Linked DNA regions of Rattus norvegicus: region 1 is linked to region 2. A link is a contact called in public Hi-C data. All regions are on one chromosome and are shown on one strand. Each heading gives the region's core, a stretch centred on a gene start, on an enhancer-like site or on the middle of the called end of the contact. The rest is flanking DNA. Distances are from core to core; before and after follow the strand shown.

Region 1 (2,700 bases), core at 58-2,557, 150 kb before region 2:
TCCCCAGCAACCACATGGTGGCTCACAACCATCTGTAATGGGATCTGATGTCCTCTTCTGGTGTGCATGAAGACAGCATACTCATATACATAAATAAATTTTTTAAATCCCCATGATTCATTAGAACATATCTTCAGAATGTTGAGAAAGAATTTATAGGAGTACCCCCTCCAAGAAAACGTTTGCACAAAACTCCTTAAAGGTAATTTGGGAGGTAGGTAGAGAGATGGTACAATGGTTAAGGACACGTGTGGCACTTGAAGAGAACCAGGGTTTGGTTTCCAGCAGCTACACGGTGGCTCACAAATGTCTGAAACTCCAGTTCCAGGGATCCAACGCCCTGTTCTGACCTGTACCAGGGCCAAGCACACGTGAGTTGCTCATGCATACATGCAGACAGAATAACCACACCTGTGAAAACGTGTGAGTCTAAGACAAAGGTAATTTTAGAATGTTATATTTTAGACATTTGCCAGAAAAAAAGTTGCATATTTGCTAGAGGACAGGCTGCCAGCCAGTGGCACCCTGCAGTGTCCACTTGACAGCCTCTTCGTTGCTGGGTAAGTATGGCCTACAGTGACAGATGCTTCAAGTCTCTGGTATTTCATGCATAGAAGAAAATGGGCTGCTGGACAGCACTATCTGCCCCCCTCCCTGCCAGCCACTATGTCCGAAAGTTCAGCTCTGCCTGTTTACGACTGATCACAGCTGCTCGAGCTGACTATGTCAGTCTCAGAGTGGAGGATGGGGAGTTACGGGACCCTCAACTGAGTACCCAGCCACTTGTGTGCAACTTGGTCCTAACCACACATGGCCTTGGGGCTGTAGTCTGAGGAGGATGAGGTGAATTGGGCTCCATCTATGCAGCCATGGGGAAGATATCATCCATACTGGGTGGAGACGTTGCAGTGCGGCCTTTTTGGGATCATTTGTGCTCCTGTGATTGGCCCCTCCTCCAATGCCCTATAAATATCCCTAATAAACTCATTAAGTGTTTGGAAGGCAAGGGGGAGAACTGGTGCAATCAAACTGCTTTGTCATTGGGACCTTATAAGGAGGGAGGTATATGTTACATGGTCTCCCCACCCACGATGAAAATTTTCATGACAGGAATGTGATGGCCGTTTTAATTGTCAACTTGGCTGCATCTAGATTCTTGGAACTTCCATTCATAAACAGCCATTGTTGGATTAGCTCAATTGAAGTCTTTAAGTCATTCTAGTAAATCCCCTTTATGTAGAGATTCATTCTCTTATGTTCTACTATTCTAGAACCCTAATACAAAGGGCTATAGAGTCAAAACAGCTCTCAGTCAAGCGTGTTTCACACTCACAGTGTCCTGAATTTGACCTCAAGTACGTATGCTTGTAGATCCCACAAGCAAAGGAAAAGAAAACTGAGGAAGAAGTAACTTTAGAGTCTGTTAGGGCTGAAAGATGAGCTGCTCAGTGCTCCCCTAAACCTCTCCCAGGAACACCCCCCCCCCAGAGGCATCAGAGCTGGGACACATGCAGCCGGGGGTTGTCCTGCCTAGGCTAATACTGGGGCTGAATGGTTACAGGAAATTCTCTGTTGCTGCAGAATATTAAGGGCCAAGAAGGAGTTGAAGCTCATAGCCGAGGAAATTGAAGCATAAATAAGGAAACTGACGTGTGCAACATCCATATCCTGAGGCAAGAGCACATCTGTATCCAGAGGCAGGACCTATGCCCGGCTTTGTTGCTAGCACTGTCTCGCCATAACCTATGGTTTCAAGCTGTCCCCTAGTGTTGGATAACCCTAATCCTCCCCCCACGCACACCCCCAACCTCTGTCTGAAGGTCACTGTCACAGTCTTCTTTCCATGCTGTCTTCTTCTGTATACAGCGTTCTTATCTGAATCCCATCCTATTGGCTGAGTGCCTCTTAACTGTTCCCCAGGCTGGACCAGGTGTCACCTCACCACTGACATGGGCTTCATGCTTATTCTATTTCAAACGTCTAACATAGCCTACAATTCTATCCCCAGTGGTGACAAATCTGCCTCTTTACCGCATGCAGAACAACACCCCCCGCCCCAACTGCCTTGGAGTCAGACTGTCATCTACTTCTATTGATGAGTTTCTAAAACCTGAAAGCAGGTTTTACATTTATCCTTCCCAACCTCACTGTGTCCACTTTAGACATTGCTTCAGATGTCCATGTCCCCAAAGTGTCTTTGTACCCACCCTATGCAGTCTCTCCCTCCTTCCTCCACCTTGTTCTCTATTGACTGATGAACAAACTTTGTGTCCAGATCACCAAATCGAACATTGACCAATAGGAACCCCCACAAATGCCTGCACAGAGCACCAGGCAAGCTCCTGGTGCTGTAGCTTCTCAACAGAAAGTCACCATGTTCCTTCATCTTGACCACAGATCGCAATGAGCAAAGCCCTGCCGAATCCAGTTACAGGACTCGTGACACCACATGGGCCAGCATAATAATTCACCTGCACCAGGAGGTGATAAGTCCAGGACAAAAGGGTCTGCACAGGTGTGGTGCACAGCTGTGATCCCATAATTCAGGAAGTTGGGGCAGGAGGGTCAGAAGTTTAAAGATGGTTTGGACTATAGAGAGATTCGATAAAATGAGGGGTGGGGATATTCACATCACCTGTGGCACACAGTAAACACTTGGCCAATGTTTATCATAATTCATCTGGGTCAGTATTCTGTCAG
Region 2 (2,700 bases), core at 28-2,527:
CAGAGTAAGTTACAGGACAGCCAGGGTTACACAGAGAAACCCCGTCTTGAAAAAAACCAAACCACCGGGGCTCTCGTGTACTTGCCTCCGCCTCTTGACTACCTGAAACCACAGACGTGTGTGCAGCAAGCAGTTTCTGTACTTTTCTTAAAGCTGCATTTCCGAGTCACTTCCACATTAGTACTGAAGGAGTGGCCTTACTCTTCAGGCCTACGAAAGAAACCATAATGGGATGCACCGTGATACAGAACATTTGCATTGCTTCTAGTTGGCTCCTAGGATAAAAACACTGCAACTGACATGAGTTCACATGCGCTCGGCTGAGGAAATCTGTAGTGGGATTGCTACTCCATGCATACGTACTTTTTTAAAAGCTAAATTTTTTTTTTGTCGTGTATGAGTGTTTGGTGTTCATGTATGTATGTGCATGGCCAGCGTCTAAGGAAACCAGAGAGGGTGTCAGATTGAATTGGAGTTGTAAATGGTTGTGGGCTGTTGGGGATTTAGCTCAGCGGTAGAGCGCCCTGGGTTCGGTCCCCAGCTCCGGAAGAAAAAAAAAATGGTTGTGGGCTGCCATGTGGGGTGCTGGAAACTGAGAAGCCAAGTCTTGGTCAGGCTTCCTCTTTAGATTGATGGGGAAAACGGCAGAATTATGAGAAGTGAATTACAACCTTAAAAATTCAGTTTTAGTTACTGCAAACTTCAATGTGACTAGGTAGGAATTATTTATAACCACTTATAATTACAGGAATAGTGAACATGCAAAAGTATAAAATCAGTATCTAAAAGCCACAATTAAAAAAAAAATTCCCTTCGTTTGAAATATGTAACAGTGTCCCTTCTCCCAAATGTATGTTACGTTTAGAATCCTTAGATTTTAGCAGATTCGGAAAACCAGCTAGAACCATCTTTCCCCCAAAATTCAGCCAGTTTAGGGCTTGCTTGACCCGATTAAATTCTTAGAGAATATTTCATGAACTTGCGAGAGACGGATCGACTTCACTAGAAATGTTTTGAACACATGTAAAAATAAAATCGTGTAGGTTTAAAGCTTTAGAAGATTAGGGATTCCCTGCGTCAGAGAAACCATTAGACCCGCAGAGTTACTATTTGGAACTAGAAGAACGGGTAGCACAGAATTCCTACTGCGGAAGGTTGGAATCTTTGGTCCTTGATGAGAATTTTCATGTACGACGAGGAAGCCAGGGCAGGCTAGGTTTGCAGTTGGAGGGGTGGCTATAAATAGAAGGTGATGTGTTCTAATGCCAGGAGGATGCGTCACAGGGTCCCTCCTGCAGCTCATGATCCTAGGGAAGCCACGGAGTAGCAAGCTCTGCTCCTCTCAAGTCGGCAAGGGGCTCCAGCTGAAGGGGGAGCGAGCAGGAGGAGTGTGGGCTGCGTGGGGCATGGGCGGGAGGGAGAGATGAGAGCTTCAGGGGGCGCTGGCTGCAGAGGACCGGGGCAGGAGTGACGCGGGCTGCAATGGTTGTCGCTAGAAGGGGTGCCAACTGCAGGGGGCGTGGGCAGGAGGCCGGCGGACTGCAAGGGGCGTGGGCTGGCTGGGCGTGAGCTGCAGGGGGCGTGGGCAGGAGGGGCGCGGGCTTCAGAGCCAGAGTCTGAAAGGGCAAAAGGGGCTCGGACCCCGCAGACAGAGCCTCATCAGAGTCACAAGCGAAGCACAGGCAGCCCCACCCGATCCCACTCAGCGAGGCAGAGAAGGAAGAACAATAACCCAAAAGATCTGGAGCCGCAAAGGACGCGAACGTCTGGGTCCCTGGCTCGCCCAAGTCTCTACGGAACAGTTGGGACCTGTGAAACGTACAGTCTCTCAGCTCTGTGCGAAAGAATTCCCTCTGTCCTCCACAGTGCGTTACACAGTCTTGTGTGTGTTTGTGGAGTCGTTGTTGGAATTTCCACTGGAATTTTTGAAAATGGCCTGTTCTGGGATTCCCCCACCCAGGCGCCTCTCTACACTCTGCCTGCCTATTTCTGCAACTTAGTCTCTCTTCCTGACCCCATTCTGCCAGCCTGTCTGTCTGTCTCTCTCTGTCTCTGTCTCTGTCTGTCTGTCTGTCTGTCTGTCTGTCTGTCTCTCTCTCTCTCTCTCTCTCTCTCTCTCTCTCTCTCACACACACACACACACACACACACACACACACACACACACGGTCTGGGTCTGTGGCTTTGCACCGTGTTACACCATTTTTCCCTCCCTCCACCCTGAGGATCTTTCTCCACTCTCAGTGATGCCTTTAGCGTCCCCCTTGCCCTTTTTTTATTTTTATCTCTTCACTTACCCAATTCCTTACATTTTTTCTGTTACAGCTAGCCACATCGGCATTGCCTTTTCTTTCCTCTGTCCTAAATCCTGAAGAACTCAAGGACTCTTGGAAACAACCAAAGATTTTATAGCATTTTGCCCCTGCAAAGGATGCTGAATTCCATTTGCAAGGGTTATACCCAGGTCCTGCCCTCGCCGACAGGGAAGTCACAGCCAGCTAAACTGTCTGGTGTATTTGCTTATAATAAAAAGTGGGTGTGCAAGAAAATCAAAGGGTGGGGGCATTCTTGGTCTGCTGAGTTTGGTTTGGATTTTCAAGACTAACGAACTCAGAGATCTGCCTGCCTCTGCCTTCTGAGTGTTGCACCACCCGGCTCGTGGGTGGCGGGTGGCAGGAGGTGGGGGTGGGGGGAGGCATA

The links. Hi-C and Micro-C count contacts between places; a contact is called where the count stands out from the background.
Region 1: a contact with region 2 is called in a Hi-C map of Schwann cells, with 3 times the contacts expected there. The contact joins two enhancer-like sites. A contact is called at or near these places in 2 of 12 Hi-C or Micro-C datasets (Schwann cells and mammary epithelial cells).

What each region holds. Positions count from the first base shown.
Region 1 is chr14:99,069,403-99,072,102 of GRCr8, reverse strand. No RefSeq gene overlaps it. Among named protein-coding and RNA genes, the nearest start is that of Aftph, 56 kb to the left of the region's middle. Within about 2 kb of position 1,307, at least 2 of the 93 cell types and tissues checked have an H3K27ac peak or open chromatin away from gene starts, as enhancers often do. A contact at or near this core is called in Schwann cells, where this site is marked.
Region 2 is chr14:98,923,543-98,926,242 of GRCr8, reverse strand. No RefSeq gene overlaps it. Among named protein-coding and RNA genes, the nearest start is that of Sertad2, 45 kb to the left of the region's middle. Within about 2 kb of position 1,277, at least 47 of the 93 cell types and tissues checked have an H3K27ac peak or open chromatin away from gene starts, as enhancers often do. A contact at or near this core is called in Schwann cells, where this site is marked.